Linked DNA regions of Mus musculus: region 2 is linked to region 1. A link is a contact called in public Hi-C data. All regions are on one chromosome and are shown on one strand. Each heading gives the region's core, a stretch centred on a gene start, on an enhancer-like site or on the middle of the called end of the contact. The rest is flanking DNA. Distances are from core to core; before and after follow the strand shown.

What was found. A called contact is a pair of places that touch in the nucleus more often than the background predicts.
Region 2: a Hi-C map of CD8 T cells shows a contact between it and region 1, with 2.2 times the contacts expected there. The contact joins two enhancer-like sites. A contact is called at or near these places in 4 of 39 promoter capture datasets (cranial neural crest, frontonasal cranial neural crest and liver), 1 of 15 datasets of contacts at CTCF or cohesin (CD8 T cells), 11 of 484 Hi-C or Micro-C datasets (8-cell embryo, CD8 T cells, colon epithelium and 5 more), 4 of 115 datasets of contacts at active chromatin or transcription factors (bone marrow-derived macrophages, embryonic stem cells, heart atrium and 1 more) and 2 of 9 other capture datasets (adipose tissue and liver).

Annotation. Positions count from the first base shown.
Region 1 is chr10:99,181,104-99,184,028 of GRCm38.p6, reverse strand. All of the region lies in intron 10 of Poc1b (POC1 centriolar protein B), which reads right to left. Among named protein-coding and RNA genes, the nearest start is that of Gm34574, 50 kb to the left of the region's middle. Within about 2 kb of position 1,443, at least 96 of the 459 cell types and tissues checked have an H3K27ac peak or open chromatin away from gene starts, as enhancers often do. A contact at or near this core is called in CD8 T cells and adipose tissue, where this site is marked.
Region 2 is chr10:99,283,567-99,286,491 of GRCm38.p6, reverse strand. No RefSeq gene overlaps it. Among named protein-coding and RNA genes, the nearest start is that of Gm34921, 14 kb to the right of the region's middle. Within about 2 kb of position 1,466, at least 84 of the 459 cell types and tissues checked have an H3K27ac peak or open chromatin away from gene starts, as enhancers often do. A contact at or near this core is called in CD8 T cells and adipose tissue, where this site is marked.

The sequences.
Region 1 (2,925 bases), core at 194-2,693:
GTGAATTAAGATCAAATCAGAGTCTATGGCTATAGAAGGTTCTGAGAATTAAGAGAGAGATGAGTGTTCATCCCTAAACAAGACATTTTAGAGCATCCTCTCCACGACTGTGGGGATTCTGCAGCAGATGGGGCAGAAAGGCTGTAAGTACTGGGAGATGGGGAGAAAGACTGTGAGACTCCATCTTCTGGACAATACACAGCCATTGTAACCAACACTCAACAACTCCCAGTGACTGCACTGGGCTTGCACAAGACTAGGCCCATCAACAGACAGACAAGGATGGAAGAGGATCGCAGGGAGCCCCACCCTCACTGATGCACTATTGAGGATCCAGGGAGCTCACCCTCACGGATGCACTATGTCCTATGGATGGATTTAGGGGAAGGTACTCTCATTAGCTTCGATGGTGTATCCAGGATGGTCCCACCACACTCCCATGGGTTATATCAGTGCACATAGATGACTTTGGTTAAATCAAATGGTTCATACAACACAACTACGTCATGAGTCTGGGAATGGATTATTATATAGCACAGGAAGAGCATGGGGTTGATAACAAGGGAAGGAAAACAGGGAATGTGGGAGAGAGAGTGACCGTCATGCACTATATATAAGTATAAAACTGTCAAAAAATAATAATATTGTGTGATGGAGTAATTAAAAAAGCTTCCAATTTCAGTCAGATGAAAGAAAGTCTATAATAAATTCGAAGTATAGATAGCACTTTTAAAAAATACTATTCCCATTATTTTAGCAGACAAAAATAATTTTCTAGCACTAGTAAGGGAACCAATCAAAAATTAGGTAATTAGCGCTATTAACCTCAGCTCAGATCCCCACTTGAGGCGAGCCTGGTGTACAGGCCTGGAATCCTAGCCCTGGGGAGACTGAGACAGGAAGATTGCTCTAAGTTCAAGAGAGCCTGGGTACAGAGTTAGTTGAAGGCCAGCCCGAACTAGCAAAAACCGGTCTTAAGAAACAAAGAATGGTAGCCAGTGGTGGTGGCACACAGTTTTAATCCCAGCACTCTGGAGGCAGAGGTGGGCAGAGCTCTGTGAGCTCAAGGCCAGCCTGGTCTACAGAGTGAGTCTCAGGACAGCCAGGGCTATGCAGGGAAACCCTGTCTCAAAAACAAAACAAAAACAAAAGCAAAACCTAAACAAACACAAAAACAAACCCCCACCAAAAACAAAAACAAAGAAAGAAAGAAGAAAAAAGAAAAGAAAGGAAAAAGAAACAAGACCCCCAACCCCCGCCAAACAAAAGAAAACAAAACAAAATCAGAATAGAACAAAGCAAAGATTATGTAACTTAGAATAGTTGAAAAAAAAAGTCTAAAAGTCTCAGAAAGAGCAGGATTTTCATAAGGCGTTAAGGCAATGCATTGTAATAATTTGTATGTATGTGAAAGGTATAGATGTTTTCTCTTTTTGCTATCTTATTGCTGGAAACTGAGACAAATTAAAAAAATAATGGATTTCATAAAGTTTTTCTTCTTAAGAACCATGAGGAAAAATAGCCCAGGAATGCATATCATTTTAATAAAACGTAGAACTCAGGTCTTTTCACAGATGCTGTGTGTTAAAGGGAATCGCCGTCCCTCTTCAGTCACGTGCAGACATGAATGCACACAGATGGCTGGGCAGGAAGTTCTAAGGAGGAAGTCTGCCACCACAAAGCATGTTCCTTTTGCCCAAAAGTACTGTCAAATGCCTACTTTTTATTTCTCGTTTCAGCTCAACAATCTATTATATGACAGTAACATTTGAAGACCCTGTCTTGTGATGACACCCTCTGGTGAATGAGATGTGACTGGCAACCATATCATATCACACCACACATCACCCCTATTATGAAGGTGTAGTATAGGGTAGGGTCTCCTTTTGGGAGGGAGCCTTGTCACTTGACTGGTGAGTAAGACTCTCATAACTGCCTTTCTAGACTGGATGCTCCACGCTCCAAATCTGCTGCTTCTTGCCTTAGTGCACAGCGCCATTAAGAAGTAGCAGATCCAAGTCCTGTCCTCCAAAGCTCTGCCATTTTCTCTTCAGCACTTCATGATTCAGTGTGGTGGGTATCAGGTGCTTGCCCCTGTGCATGCTGGGATTGCTGTGGCTGCTGCTGCCATCGCCTCCTGATGCTCCATGTCCACGGTCTCACTCAGCCTGCCTTTCTTACTAGGGTGATTATTCTGAAGCTCCAAACTGCTCTGACTGTCCTGGCAGAGAGCCTCCCACAGGTCGCCCCAAGGCTCCTAGGGTGAATATTCCTAACCTAGAGTGACCCTTCAAGCACTCATGATTGCCTCATGACGGCTGACTGACACATCAGCTTCTCTTTCCGGCCTCATCTACGGTCCTCAGCTCAATCCAAATGCGGTGGCCGAGTGGTGTTGCTCAGTTCTCTGAACCCATTTCCTTCTGAAGCCTCCTTGCCTTTGCAGCTGCTGACCATGCACACTCTGGTCCTTTGGCTGTTATTATAGACATTCTTATAACTTCAGCTTGAGTACTGGGGACTTCGGAGAGAGACACCGTCTCTGATTTAACTCTTCTGTCACCCGTTTAACTGTTCAGAGGCCATGCTTGTACACACCTGGCACTCACCTCATGCTTAGACATACCGTCTTCTCTGTAATTACTCCCACAGCAATTCAGGAATCCTTCACTAGAACTAGCCTTTCCTTTGTGTGTGTCCACTGCTTCATATATGTGAATATGTATTCATTACGTAAGTGTTCATATTCAAACGTATGAATAGGTACTCACGACTGAGTGCCTTCTGCTCACACCTCCCTCCCCTACTCACTCGTCAGATCACTTCATTCAGAGTGGTTTCTCTCTATATTACTTCATCAAACCAATGCGTCAAAGGGTTACCAATAATCTCTGCTGCGTTTGTGGGGGACTTCTTTCCTGGGTT
Region 2 (2,925 bases), core at 217-2,716, 100 kb before region 1:
TGAGCTTTCAGACGACAAAATTATCTCTCACTGGGATCCACAAATGGGGCCTGATGTCCAAAAGTCAGGAAGTATTTTGTTTAAGGAAATCCACCCAAACAGGGCGCCAAGGAGCCTGTGGCTGGGAGAGGGGAAGCGGATTCTGCCTTTAATGAGCGCCATCACGAGCAATAACTAGGAACTAAAGCCTCCAGTTCTTCGGTTGCAAAGTGGACATGATATAATAATACCTGCCCTTCTCTCTCGCACCTTCTTCTGGGTGCAATACATGAGATTATAAATGCACACCTCTCTTTTTTTTTTCCAGTGCTGAAATATTAAGGAAATCTTTGCCCTGATCATTAAGGCAACAGTTGGCCCCGGGTAGGGGAACGGGCCAGCAGGGCTTGGGGCCATTAGCTAAGACTGGTGTTTGGAGAGAAAGCAATGAAAAGCCTCACAGCAGATGTGGATACTCGCTGGTCTCTCACTTGGTGACCCCCATACATCTCCCAGGCGACATGAATGTTACTGGGCCCAATTAGCATTACCCTTTCACATAACATTCAAATTCCTGGACTTCCGAGGGCAGCCGGCCATGGCCATATAAGGGAGGAACGGAAAAGCACAGATAAGAGGAAAGGAATGGAGAAAGCAAAAGGTTACAGGGGGCGGGGGAAGGAGGGTTTTACATTCCCCCACACAAAGAACAAGATGTTGCCCCAAATTCTGTTTTCTGGAGGGAAAGAATTAACAAAAGAACTTCTACCAAGAGGCAGGCCATTCTCTGTGCCACTACGAGCATGTGTGGTGGGGTCTAGTTGCTATTACTATGGCTAATTTGTTTCTACTTACAGGGTATGTTGTTGTGTGGTTTTCTTCTCTTGTTCAGTTCATCTTTCACGGCCTCTGCCATTTTCACTATGCACAGTTAGTCATACCAAATCCACTTTATGCCCTAAAAACGTATCCCTGCCTTGACACAAAGCAGAGCTCTGTACATCAGGGCTCTTGCCTCCACCAAAATAGATTTCTACAATTCATTTTCATGCTGACAATGTGCATGCAAAGACAGGAAGGCACAGAAAATCAAATTGCTCAAGATTTTAAGTCAGGAAGAAGAATCATTTTAAGCACCCCCCATCCCTCTCCAGACCCCCACCCCCACCCCCACCCCCACTAACGTTTCTGGTAATTTAAAGGCTCCAGAAAACTTAAGCAGAACACTTCTCAAATAAAAATAAAAATGCTTTGACGTGTACCAACAAAGGGAGGGAGAAAGGGTGTCAAAAGTGGGCCGGCTGACAGCTCTCCTGACAAGGAAACCCTGAACCCTATTTTTAAACCTATCTGTGTAATTTAGGAGAGAAGTCACCATGTCTCCTGATAAAGCCTTTGGAGGCGGCTGGAGGATAAGTGTGCGGTTCTGAGAAAGGCAGCGCCGCCCACACTGAGAAGGCAGAGCCTCGCTCGAGCTTCTGTCTTTTAGCAGAACCAAAAAGAAAGAAAGAAAAGTGCATTTCCTGGGGGTGCGGCAGGAGGGGACAGGAAGATGGAAGCAACTACCAAAAGAAAAAAGACACAGAAGGCCCCAGATCTGAAAATGGGGTAAGCACCCACCCCCACCCCACCCCACCCCCACATCATTACTGATAACAAGTCAAAGACGAGCACCTCGAGGGGATTAGGTGAATGGCATGGAGAGAATTTGCTCATGACTCAAGGCCTATGGAGTACCGTTATTTCAAGTAACTCCATGGAGAGGTGGGACAGATAGGGGAGCTGCTTCGCCTCCGTGTAACAGTGAGGAGGAGCAGAAATAAGGAGGCGAGATGATTTGGTACAGGGATGAGGGCGGCCCTTAACTCCCAGCTGTTTGCAATGGAGCTGATGATGCTGTACCTTTTGAGTATTGCCATTAAATAACAGTGCCAAGTAAGCGTTCCTTAACACCACCATAGTGAAAGGCTTGTCCCGAGGTCCATGAGACCTTGAGTCTGTGAAGAAGGTAGCCACCAAACAAGGCACTAGACACAGTGTCTTGCGGGGGTGTGGAGAACAAAGAAATAAGTGGGCTTCCTGCCTCCTTCAGCTTCTGATTAGACTAATACCTGGTCTCGACTTGTAAGCTGACTATGACCAGTCTACGCTCCTCAACCCCCAACCCCCTCTACTGGCATGCACATTAGTGCGCGCATGCGCAAGAGCGCAAACACGCCCCAGGCTATAGCCAAGAGCACAGCAGCCAGCTCTGGATGGTTGACCCTGACACAGGCCCCAAAGGGCAATGATGTGACCGAATGAATGGAGTCTCTTATTAAAAATTAATTTCTGTCAAGCCAGATTACATGTGAACACAGCCTCTTTGTGATCGCCACCGTGATTTCTGGAAACAAACATAGGCCCTACTGTTGCCAAAAGCAAGGCCAGCTTAGGACAGTCTTGAGTCTTGATTGGCCAACACAGCAACAGGTTCCCCAAGGCTCACAAAGGCATTTGTCCCGTGGAGGACAGAGAGCTGCCTCTTCTATTTCTCCTCCTGCCCTGCACCCACTGCCTAGTTAGAGACTGCAAAGCTTGCTTCAGAGTGGTCTTGTCGCCTGAGAGCTTAAGCTTTCCCCTGAGAAGACAGAAGGATCATAGCATCATTGCCCTAAGTTCAGGGCTGACACTGGGGAAACAAAAGAGATAGCATGTGTAGCCCTTGAAATGCAGAAGGCAGGCCCTGCAAGGACAATTATTCTGTCTCCTACCACCCCACTCCTGGGCACCTTACCTGGGACATTAGCTTCTGTAAAGTTGCTCCTCAGTTTAGCCCATTAGACCCAGAGTGGTGTGAGCAGTTTAACGTGTTATTTTCTTGTGGCACAGGGTGGAAGGAAACAGAGATCTGGGATTAAAACACTGTCGAGCAAATGCACAGATCTCATGCATCCATAAATGCAA